Regions from separate parts of the Mus musculus genome. Here regions 2 and 3 are each linked to region 1. A link is a contact called in public Micro-C and promoter capture Hi-C data. All regions are on one chromosome and are shown on one strand. Each heading gives the region's core, a stretch centred on a gene start, on an enhancer-like site or on the middle of the called end of the contact. The rest is flanking DNA. Distances are from core to core; before and after follow the strand shown.

Region 1 (3,655 bases), core at 1,133-3,632:
TATCACATTGAAATCACTTGCCCAAGAGCCCACAGAAATGAAGCAGGGTTCAATAGTGTATAAACATGTGGACTTAACTAGACAGCTAAAGGGGCAAAGGTCACAGTCAAATTCATTTTCTCCCACAGGTAATCAACATTGAAAATGAAAATTTCTTTGTTGGTTGTAGCCTGTATCGCATATCTGTAATTAAGGTGTCACAATGAATACACTGAAGAACCCAGGAGATGGGCCTCAGCAAAGAAGATGTCATTAAATATTGGACTGGTTCCAATCAGCTTTTAAGTATCATCAATATGGTGTAAAGGCAGTACCGTTAAAAATACCAGGGGAAATACCTGGAAGGATTTCAGATCTAAACACAAAGTCTTCGGAAACACCACAGGGGAAACTTGACCTGACCCAAATATACCACATATGGAAACTCCAGAACGGCTGTGACTCTCTTGGGAATATCCAGTTTCAAGGGAGACCCAGCAGTGACCCTTCTTAGCTGATGGGACAAACTGACTTTTCTGTTAACAAGACTTTCTAACTTTGTACAGGGGGGAAAAGAGGAGGACAGAGAAGAGCTGAATCTGGTTCTTTAGGATCCTGGAAAGAAAAGGAAACCAGGAAAAGGGAGTTATTGTTTAGAAAGGCCATCCGAGCTGCTCAGCCATTACTCTTTGCCTCAAGGGATGCAGGAAAGCTAAAGTAACAACAGAAACAAATTCAGAGAAACTCAACCCCTTTCCTATTTCTTCATCAGCCCCCACACCATATGGAAGAGCGCTCAGATTTTCCTGCCGGGATGTGATGCTGTATTCAGCCCACCTCTCTGCCTTCCTTACATCCCCTGGCAGAACACACCAGTTCTCTTCCATACTCCCCACATCCCACAGGCAGATTTCCATTATGGCACCAGACTGACATTATCTCCGCCATTACATCCCTACCTCGTCCTCAGCATTTACTCTAAGTAGCTAGTCAGAAAATGTTGCTCTGCTCGAATTAATGAAACACGCCTCGACATTTCAAGCAGCACTGTCTTCTCTTCTATATCTGAGGTCAGGTTTGAACCAGGAGCACTTCAAGAGCAGGGTCAGTTCTTACTCATCTTGTCTCCATTGTCCGGCCTCAGGCATGGCAGTTCATAGTGAATAGCAGGTGCAATACACGCTTGACTGGTTAAGCACAAACTTTCTCAGCTCATGACTCACTAGGGAAAGAGTAGGAGAATAAACAATAGGACTCTTGATAGAAGAATAAGTTGTGATCCAGTGAAATGCAGATTATGGGCACTGGGTGGTGGGAACAATTGGCTGGAAAAGAAGGCTGGTTCCCACAGTCCAGAGAGGGCTATTTTTCACAAGCCGAGAGAAGAGGGCTCACAGGATCCCTAAACCATTGGTTTTCCCTCAAGCCCAACAAACCAGATATAGAGATGGATATAATGTCTATTAGGCAGAAAAGCAAATAGTCTTGGGTTCCTTCCTTGCCCAAAGCCATGCAACCTGTAAGTATTACCAGAGACAAAATGAACAGAATACCAAAGTAGTGATCACAGAAAAATAAAACAAATCAAAACAAACAACAACAACAACAACAACAAACAAACAAAAACCTTATTTACAGCAAATTGGAACAAGGGGGAATTGCTTCCAAAATGAATTCCCAGAAACTGGGGAAAGCTGCAGTTTATAAGAGGAATGCAGACTCTGGAGGCAAAAGGTGTCATCACATCTGGGAGGGAGTTTCCTGCAGAGTTAGTCAGATTGCATGCTCTTTCACTCATCCAAGCTATGAAAGTGAAAAATTGAGGACCTTGAGGCAGTATCATCTGCCTCAGAGTTATACTTCTGAACAACCTTAAAAGTGAGGAAAAACAAGCCGGGTATGGTGGCTCACGCCTTTAATCCCAGCACTCGGGAGGCAGAGGCAGGTGGATTTCTGAGTTCGAGGCCAGCCTGGTCTACAAAGTGAGTTCCAGGACAGCCAGGACTATACAGAGAAACCCTGTCTCGAAAAACCAAAAATAAATAAATAAATAAATAAATAAAAATGAGGAAGAACAGCTCATTATTGGGGCTCAGAATGCTGAATATGAACCCTGTCACTTTCCTGCTTTCTGGTAAACTGACAGGGATGTTGGGGGAGTGCAATTTCTTTTAATCTCAGAGGTCGTTTCCCCCTAATCTGGCGGTTCTTTGCTGTCCCTGGGACTGCCTACAACTCATCCCAGACTAGCGGTGGAACCCCTACAGAGCTGGAGTAACCGGGAGACTGGGGCTTGGAAGTTTAGCCTTGGATAGAAGGTTATTTTCTACGTTTAGGCGCTGGAAACTGGATGTTCTCAGGACCGCGCAGCCAGAGGCAACGCTAACCTTGGTCCTTTAGAGCTTCCATAGATAGTAATAATACAGGGACCCACTGCTCCTGAGACCAGAGATCCGTATTTTAAAGTTCAAGTGCTTCTTGGTGATTTAGTGCGGTTTCTTCGCCCACTAAAACCGCCAAGGTAATACAGTTTTATTCCGAGCGTCCGGAGATTCCGCCCTTGGACCTGGCGCCGGAAGTGCTGCGTGCGGTCACTTCCGTCGCACTGGCGGGCGCCAAGATGGACGCTCCGTGGGCTCGGGAGCAGCTACGGCGGCGTTACCTGTTTCCTTCCGAAGTAGAGCTGGACTGCGAGGACGAGGCCAAGCCGGGTGAGGCTCCCCAGACTCTGGGGCCCAGAGTGGGGCCGCGAGTCGGTGTCCAGGGTCCTGACAGGTCTTTCAACCATCCCATCCTCCCCTGAGCCGTATTTCCGCATTCCGTGGAGAGTCGACTTAATGCCGGCTTGGAAACCCCCTTTAAAACTAAAACCAAAACCGACCACTTCAGCTTTGCCCCAATGTAATACGGTACGGATGTATGTACTTAGCTGCCTGTCAGCAGAAAGCTAGCAAAAATCAGTTTGGATTAGATGTATCTCTGCCTGGACATCAGATAGACTTTTCTGTATCCCTGTGGGCCGTTTTCAGAAGGTATCTCAGAACAATATTTATGACATGTCACCATTTGGGTACGAACTACACTCCATTATGTGTTTTTGCCTGTAGATGCACAGAATAAAAAGCAATTTCATAGGAACGAATCATGCTAGCTTCCTATAGGCTAGAGAACGGTAAGGATGAGATACACTTTATTTTAGAGCTGTTTGACCTGGATATTGTAAGAACTTTATTTGTTAGCTTTTCAAAATAAACACTGGCAGTTTGTGTGCATTTTGAGAATATCTTCAAGAATTTGTGTTAGTAGTAACCTCTCTACAGACTGATAGTCTAGAGACCTCACTTGGAAACCAGTAGTCCTCATACAGAGATGGCATGTCGGAATCCCTTCATTTTGTTTGCAGGGAGAGCAGTGACTCGCCTGTCAACTGTGCAGTCTATGCTGTCTTCCGGGGCTACAGCTCTGGTGTGTTACTCCATGTTGGAGCTACCCCAAAAGCTGATGTCTGTTTAAAATATTTTGGTATAAATTTTATTGTATTTGGCGTTTTCCTTTTATTAGTGTATGCGCACTCATTAATTGGTACACGTGCTTTTGGAGGCCAGAGATTGCGCATCTTGCTCTTTTGGTCTCCACATTTTTTTTGAGACTAGATGTCCCTTGGCCCCTGGATCCA
Region 2 (4,017 bases), core at 483-2,982, 290 kb after region 1:
AACATGGGCCAATGTCTACAGCAGTGGTTCTCAACCTTCCTAACACTGTGACCACTTAACACAGTTCCTCATGGTGTGGTGACCCCCAGCCATAAAATGATTTTGTTGCTACTTCATAGCTATTTAATTTTGCTATTGTTGTGAATGGAAAGGTAAATATCTGTGTTTTCTAGTGGTCTCAGGTGAGCCCTCGGTTGAGAACTGCTGGTCTAGAAGCAGGAGATTGACCAGACTTGGCGCGCTGTGGCTGAGGAGCATGTAAGAGGGAGCATCGGTCTCCAGGAGCAATCACAAGCTGGGTGGTGGTACGCCAGAAGGCCTCCCCCAGTCATCTGTGGGTGATGTCCAGGAAGACAGCAGTGCTGAGGCGTGTTCCAGAAAGAAATGGAGACCTGGTTAGTCACTGAACCCACAGGCCAGAAAGGAAAGTGCGAAGCGAGCAGTATGAGGAGCTGTGCATACACAGAAAGGGCATCGTGACCACTCCAACCTCCCCCACCCCCAAATATTCAGAAGCAGCCTACATATACATAGGCACTCTATACACACATGTATGTACATGCACTCATGAATAAAAATGACAGACACATACCTCTGTATACATGCACGCTAACTCAAGCACTCATGACAAGGTTCCTCCCTAACAGGGCCCACACTGTCCCCTGGGCAAGACAATAAGGATGGGATGAAAGGTGTCTCTCCCTCTAAGGCAGTGTAGGAGTCAGCTTTCTAACCCTGGGTTGATGGACCAGCTGCTACCCCTCATGTAGTTCTCCCTCCATCCCTCAACTGGTATCCAGCCATTTACATACAACCTCTGCCACCAGATCAGCAGGCCTCTTCCTCATGCCTCAGTTCACTCTTTTCAGAAGCAGGAAACAGGAAAGAGATAGGAGGAGCCTGGAGATTAATACAAGGCCTCAACTTATCAGGGTAAACCCCCAATAGTCAAACACAAGTTGGAGGTCACATGCCACACTAGGTGCTCAAGACAGAGTAGCTACCCAAAGAGACCAAATAATTGAGAACCATTTTCAATGACCTGTTGGTTTGTACAGCACCAGGAAGAAAACTGCCCAGTGAGTGCAATGTGACATTAGGGATGGGCTTCTAGGCAAACTCATGGTCACACTTGGACTGAGAACAGAGCCAACTGAGTGGCCATTCTTCTGAGTCTGCATTATCCCTCGACCTGACACATGGGGTGTAGGAGCACAGAGTCCTAGTCAAACGCCATGGGGCTTGAAGAGGGAGGAGGAAAGCGTGAGTGGAGTGGCTTTTATTCATACCCAAGGAGACCTCGGCCCTGTCGTGCAGCTTCCAGTTTTCATCTGGAGGCTCCCTTTAGGAAGCCTGCCCTGGGCATTACGCCAAATCAGGCACCCTGACTTGGGGCCTCTCCTACATCCTGTAGGCTGCTAGAAATCACTGTCCAGAGTGAAGAAAAGTGAGACTGCCCCCAAAATGTCTTGTGATGTGATCAGAGGGCCTTCCCAGAGGCTTGGGCTCCAGGGACAGATCTATCACATTGTTAGGATCCTCTAGCAGCTGCTGGACAGCTGGACTGACAGCATCTACAGATTGCAAAGCAACGGAGGCCCTGGCTAGGAGGGAGATATAGGCTTCAGGGTACTAGGCTCCAAGTCTTTGGACACACCCGTTAGCAGCTGACCTACCATGCCAGCACAGCTTTTCCTAAGCTTTCCCATCCCCTCCCTTCCTTCAAACACAAAACACTATTTTTAGCTCAGGGCCTGCAATGTGCACAGCAAATGTCCCACTGTTACCCCTAACAATTACTCTGCTCTCCTCAAAGTACACTGGAAATGTGGAAATGTGATCCCCCCCACAAGCTTCCTGCAATCTGCCAGCAAACCAGGGCTGTTAAAAGAACATCAAAACCATACCAATGTCCCCTTTTCATGGACTGTCCTTTGTTGAATCCATAGAGTCTGCATTCAATCAGAAGGCCATCGGATTTCTGTCTTGTCCAACAGCCCCATGGGAACAGTGAGGTCAGGTCTAGGTCCACAGGCACTCAGATAGGGATGGCAAAGCAAGAGCTATGCCAAGCTGAGTGGCTGCCCTCACCAGCAACCCTCCTCTCTTAACAGATTTCTCAGAGAACTCAGCTCAGTGTTAAACATAATTTTAAAAGGCATTCCAGCTAAATCCTGAGGCTTAAATGAAGAGACATTTTGTTGGCAAGCAGGGCCAAGGGGGGAAAAACCCTAAAATAACAAACCAACCTACAAGGTTACAACAAATCATGGATCCCAGTTAGTTTTACAGAGTCAATGTATCTAAACATAAACCCAGTAAGTGCCTAGGGTGTGTTGGACTCCAGCCCAGCCCAGCCCAGCCCTTCACTACAATGCTAGTAGTAAAGGGCTCTGCAGGGCCCTTTTCTTAAGTGCACCCTAGCTTCACTGATAGCTGCCATGATGAACCCTAGCAGACCTTGTACTAAGCACCAAACACACATCACCTTTGGATCCTTAACCCATGAGGGAGTTATCTACAACCCCCGTTCACAGGATGAACTAAAGGTACAAGGATGTAAGGAAGGAATGTATCAGCAGTAAGGCACAGGCTGGGGGCCCTCCCAGACCTACAGCCTGCCATATCAGACACACTGCCTGAGGGAGTGAGGGCAGTGCAGACAAAGGTGCCACAGCACTTAAAAATCCTGGTCATCGCTAAGAGTCTGGGCTCTCAGGCCCAGCCACTGCTCACTCAATTCCCTCCCTGTCCTAGAAACAAAGATAAGCAAGCAGGCTATTAATTATGTATTGGATATCTGAATGAAAAACTGAATGAATGACTCGAGTGAATAAATGAATGAGATGCAAGATGCATAGTCACTCTACCCTCTCTGCTTCTCATCTGTAAATGGTTAAATTCTACTTCTTAGAGCTAAGAACCACCACAAATGCAAATGTCTGTCTGTCCCATCTGCCACAGTCACCTACTGAGCCACACAGGGGCCCAGGCTAGAGGGCATAAAGGCCAACTCTCACAAATAATGCCAACACTGGTGGCAAAGTTGGCTGGAAGGGAATAGCCAGTACATTGACACAAAATAGCCACCGCTCATGCTTTCCTGCCACTTTAACTAAAGCCAATCAGTATTGTTCTTCATACTCTTAACCAGGCCCCACCCAATTCCCAATTCTCTGGTCAAGCAGGTGCCATCAGGGCCACACGTGTCCAGGAATGGTACTCATAGTTACCTCCAGAAGCAATGTAGAATCCGCTGGGTGCATACTTGGCTACTACCACTTGATGGGCATGTTCTGTGTAGATATCAGCAATAGCAGGGTTCTGCAGGGGAGAAAAGTAGAGGCTGAATAGAAGGAATGTATAGGCACCAACTATGGCTAACTCCCCAACCCAAGACCAGGACAAGGATACATGAGGTTTAACATCCGACAACCATGGCCAAAGTCCTAAAAAATGCCTACCTGGCCATCCACTGATGCTCATTTGGCCTCTTAAGGTAACAGAATCTGAGGTAACTTTTTGCTAGATTTTTTTATACTTCTCTCAATATGCGTGTGTGTGTGCGTGCGTGAGTGTGTGTGTGTACATACATATATATTTGAGGACTATCGCACAAACATCTAATTAAAGAACTGTGTGGTTCTCCTATGTGGGCAGCAGTCAGCTGACAATGAATTCATACAGTCTATTATGTCCAGTTCCCTAGCCATCCCCCTGAGCATTGCCAATCCTCCTCAAGTCCCCCTTGGGTCTGTCACAAGATAGTTCCTGGCTCTGAAGTTCAGGAGCAGAACAGGAATGAAGCTGGGGACCTTCTGTCAGAAACTTGGGCTTGGGAAAAAAGGAAGATTCCTTGTACTTCCCATAATATATGGCCTTTGAGGAAAGCACAGGGGCAGAAGTGGGGCTGGAAACCTCTACTCCTTGGCAGTGAGGTTTCAGATGTGTAGTTTATAAAGCAGATCCCTGATCACTCATTCCCAATGCTCTCTCACAAGTCCGGCACATCCCTGC
Region 3 (3,750 bases), core at 95-2,594, 490 kb after region 1:
ACAGCAAAACAAAATGATTAAATTCATAAAAATCGATTTCATATGTATGAGTGCTTTGGTTGTGTGTTGTCAGTGTGTCACGTGTGTGCTGTGTCTGTGGAGGCCTCAGAGCCCCTGGGACTGAGCTACCATGTGGGTGCTGGGGATCAAACCTGGTTCCTCTGAAAGAGTAGCTAGTGCTCTTAATCTCTGAACCATTGCTCCAGTCCCACAAATGTGATTTTTAATGTCTTACCGAGGAGGTGGCAAAGGAGTCTGTGAAAGGAAACAGAACCAGGAGTTAAATTCACTATTTTTTGGGCAGGACCACTGATTAAAATTTTCCTCCTCCCCCTCCCCTCCCCTCCCCTCCCCTCCCCTCCCCTCCCCTCCCCTCCCCTCCCCTCCCCTCCCCTCCCCTCCCCTCCCCTCCCCTCCTCTGTTCTCCCCTCCCCTCCCCTCCCCTCCTCTGCCCTCCCTCCTCCTCCTCTCTTCTCCCCTCCCCTCCCCTTCCCTCCCCTCCCCTCCCCCTCCCCTCCCCTCCCTTCCCCTCCCCTCTCCTCCTCCTCCTCCTCCTCCTCCTCCTCCTCCTCCTCCTCCTCCTCCTCCTCCTCCTCCTCTTCTTCTTCTTCTTCTTCTTCTTCTTCTTCTTCTTCTTCTTCTTCTTCTTCTTCTTCTCCCTTCTTTCTTCCCCCAAATTCTCCCTTCTTTCTTCCCCCTTCTTCTTCCCCCTTCTTATCTTTCTTCCCCCTTCTTTCTCCTTTTCTTTCTTCCCCCTTCCTTCTTCCCACTTCCTTCTTCCCCTTTCCTTCTTCCCCCTTCCTTCTTCCCACTTCCCACTTCCTTCTTCCCCCTCTCCCCCCTCCCTTCTCCCTTCTCTCTTTTCTCTTCTCCCTCCTCCTCCTCTTCCTCCTCCTCTTCCTTCTTCTTCTTCTCCTCCTCCCCTCCTCCTCTTATTCTTTTGTTTAGGACCAGAGGACGGAGGACGAAGGAGCGAGGACTTATGCTTGCCAGGCAAGCACTCTACCACTGAGCTAAATCCCCAACCCCAGAATGTTTTGATTTACCAATGAAAAGGAAAAAATGATTGAAATCCCAGAACACGGTTTCCCAGTGACATTTAAGCTGCATCTTGCTGTGTCTGTATGTCTGCGCCTTTGAAGAGTAACAAGTACATTTTAATATTTTTCACTTACCTTGTTTATTTTTGTGTATTTGAATCCTAAAACATAAGACAGAGAAGACCATGAGCCCGGTGGAAAACTGGAAAATGTCATCAAATACTCTGGAAAGGACTCTGGACAGCTCAAGCGCGGTGGAGAGCTGGTCTCTGGCAGGTCTTGCCCTTCTCTCCTTTCCCTTTGTCTTGCTAAAACCCATTAGATTACATTCCTAAAGCTAGCCACCAGGGTGCTTTCCCTTCCCTGTTCACTTCCTCCTCCTGAGGCGGACTACCAAGGTCTAGCTATCAGAGCCCCCTCTGGCTCACCCAGTTAACATGCCCAATTAAAATTAAACACATCATAACAGTGTTTGCCATTTTACCTTTATAAACTGTTATTTTTCTATGTGCCACATTTGCCTCCTCTCTGTCCTCTGTCTCCCAGTGACAAATACCCCTCCTCCCTCTTGCTTGTTTCCTTCTGCTTCTTTCTTATCCTCTTTTTTTCTGTCTTTGTCTCTTATTCCCTGGCCTCTGTCCCTTTGGGCCAAATAAATGTCCTAAGTGCTGAGAACTTGGTCTTGGGGGTTGTGAGCCAATTCTTTTCCTTTCAATGCTTACATATGCTTCTATAGAAACCACTCCTATATTCAGTAAGATTGACGGCACTCTTAATGATACTTATTGGGATCTGATCAGTTGCCAGGCATGATGCTGAACCCTTTAGTGTAGGGATCTATTGCATTCCCACCCACCCTATCAGAATGAAGCATTTAAGATGCGGGGAAATTAAACATTCCACAAGCTAGAGAAACAGAAGCAGATCACTGTGAGTGGTGTGACTCTTAAGGACCCACGAACATCACCCTCTCACTATCCCTCATCCTTACTCTTGGAAACCACCTTGCACTTCCTGCTACTATGAGCTATGCAGTTTCACGTTTATCTATGTGACTGCGTGCAGCATTGCATCTGTCTGTGTCTTTGTCTCACCCAGTGTATTGTCTCCAGACCCATATATGTAGTCACAAATGGTAGGCTTCCCTCCCTTGTGGGACTGAGTAAAACTCCATTGTATAGATGTATACTGTCTTTTTACCCAGGCAGGACAGACAGATTGCTTCCATGGTTTGCTTTATGGATAATGCTGTAGGGAGATGGAGTGGACATGGCTCTTCAAGATCCTAACAATGCCTTGGATGGATACGACAGGTTGTATTCTTGGGTTGCAGGATCTGATTTTACGTTTTAGAGGAAATACTATACTGTATACTGAAACACTATGCCCAGATGACTATGCCAGCATGAGTTCTTGCCAACAGCAGGCACTGCCCTGCACCTTGTGATGTCACTTTAGATGGGGAGCTCATACTTAAAGCATCCTTCCTCATTCTAGGAAGCTTTCATAGTAAGCATGGTAGACCTTCCTGATGCCACGTGTGTCTATTCTGTGTCTCTATTAGAATTCTGGGCTTTCTCAGGCATTGTTTAGTATTCTTGCCACTCTCGTAAAATTTTAGTAGTAATTCTATGAACAACAGCAACAAACCACAGGTGTCCAGCGCGTGGCCTCGGGCTGCTTGTGGTACAGGGTAGCTTGCTATGTTGCAGTGTCATGCGACATAAATGTACGTCTGCACTCACAAGCCACGAGCCTCAGGTTGGACATGGATTTCCTGTGCAGTTCAAAACAATGAAATTTCTTTGCCGTGTGTTGCATAGAAAAACCAAAGGCCTGGGCACCCCTACACCCTGTCAGCTACAGCAAGCAGGTATGCCCGCAAGTACCCAGTGCTAGGGGCTGCTCCACACTGCTGGTTTATCCATCAACATCCCACAAGGCAAATGGTCTGGGTGACCTTAAGGGTAAGCACACTGAATCACACAGGTGAAGGAACTCATCGCATGGCTATCAGCTCTTGAGACAATTCAGCTAAAATCCTGCAAGGTTCTTTATTTTCCAGCAGGGGGGCCTTGTTTAATAAGCAGCAGCAGGCACAGAGCCTCCATGGGCTGCACCGGGTCCTCTGAGTATATATCATAGCTTTCAGTTTAGTATTTTCATGGGGGCTCCCGAGTGTGTGAACGGATGGGTCTCTGTTTCTTGTGTGTTCTCTTGAAGCTCTTTTCCTTCTGTTGGTTTGTTTTGTCCAACTTCAATGTGATCATTTTTGTTTTATCTTATATACTGCTTTGTTGTTTATTAAAACATTACTAATTTTTAAAAACTTTGAGGCACAACTTTTGGTGCACACTTAGGTTCTACTGTGCAATAGGAGGCCGGGGGGGGGGGGAATTTTGGTTACTTTTCCGATGAAGTCCACAGATGCTCTCTCCAGTGCTGGGAAGAGTTTCTTGTCACTCAGACCAGAGGACCTACAGGGTCTACCTTGAGGAATTTCCCCTCCTAGTGTGAGGAGGTGGCTGGCATGTCTGCCCTCTAGTGGCCAATGCTGTAATCGGCAGACTGGTCCTTCCATTTTCAAAGTTTGGTGCTCCCAGCTCCAGCCAGGGGTCTTGTTTCTGAGGAGTGATTGGGGAAGAAAGAGTACAGAGCATATCTGTGGAAGCTAACTGGGCCTGGGCCTGACTATTTTAGTGCCTAACCC

The links. Promoter capture Hi-C pulls out the DNA fragments that hold promoters and counts their contacts. Hi-C and Micro-C count contacts between places; a contact is called where the count stands out from the background.
Region 2: a contact with region 1 is called in a promoter capture Hi-C map of neural stem cells. The contact joins the enhancer-like site here to the promoter of Tmem128 in region 1. A contact is called at or near these places in 21 of 39 promoter capture datasets (the 3T3-L1 cell line, the C10 cell line, the HPC-7 cell line and 12 more), 1 of 15 datasets of contacts at CTCF or cohesin (the NIH/3T3 cell line), 3 of 484 Hi-C or Micro-C datasets (CD4 T cells, Th1 cells and nephron progenitors), 5 of 115 datasets of contacts at active chromatin or transcription factors (bone marrow-derived macrophages, embryonic forebrain, embryonic stem cells and 1 more) and 3 of 9 other capture datasets (adipose tissue, embryonic stem cells and liver).
Region 3: a Micro-C map of embryonic stem cells shows a contact between it and region 1, with 2.7 times the contacts expected there. The contact joins the enhancer-like site here to the promoter of Tmem128 in region 1. A contact is called at or near these places in 2 of 39 promoter capture datasets (the 3T3-L1 cell line and embryonic stem cells), 1 of 484 Hi-C or Micro-C datasets (embryonic stem cells) and 1 of 9 other capture datasets (embryonic stem cells).

What each region holds. Positions count from the first base shown.
Region 1 is chr5:38,257,803-38,261,457 of GRCm38.p6, forward strand. Tmem128 (transmembrane protein 128) reads left to right here and starts at 2,383. Exons shown (of 5, transcript NM_025480.4): 1 at 2,383-2,690. The coding sequence starts at 2,600.
Region 2 is chr5:38,548,144-38,552,160 of GRCm38.p6, forward strand. It overlaps Wdr1 (WD repeat domain 1), which reads right to left. Exons shown (of 15, transcript NM_011715.3): 3 at 3,234-3,324. Among named protein-coding and RNA genes, the nearest start is that of Gm22249, 3.7 kb to the left of the region's middle. Within about 2 kb of position 1,733, at least 43 of the 459 cell types and tissues checked have an H3K27ac peak or open chromatin away from gene starts, as enhancers often do. A contact at or near this core is called in neural stem cells, where this site is marked.
Region 3 is chr5:38,751,592-38,755,341 of GRCm38.p6, forward strand. Clnk (cytokine-dependent hematopoietic cell linker) reads right to left here. Exons shown (of 19, transcript NM_013748.3): 9 at 1,176-1,201; 10 at 236-255. Among named protein-coding and RNA genes, the nearest start is that of Gm22779, 54 kb to the left of the region's middle. Within about 2 kb of position 1,345, at least 5 of the 459 cell types and tissues checked have an H3K27ac peak or open chromatin away from gene starts, as enhancers often do. A contact at or near this core is called in embryonic stem cells, where this site is marked.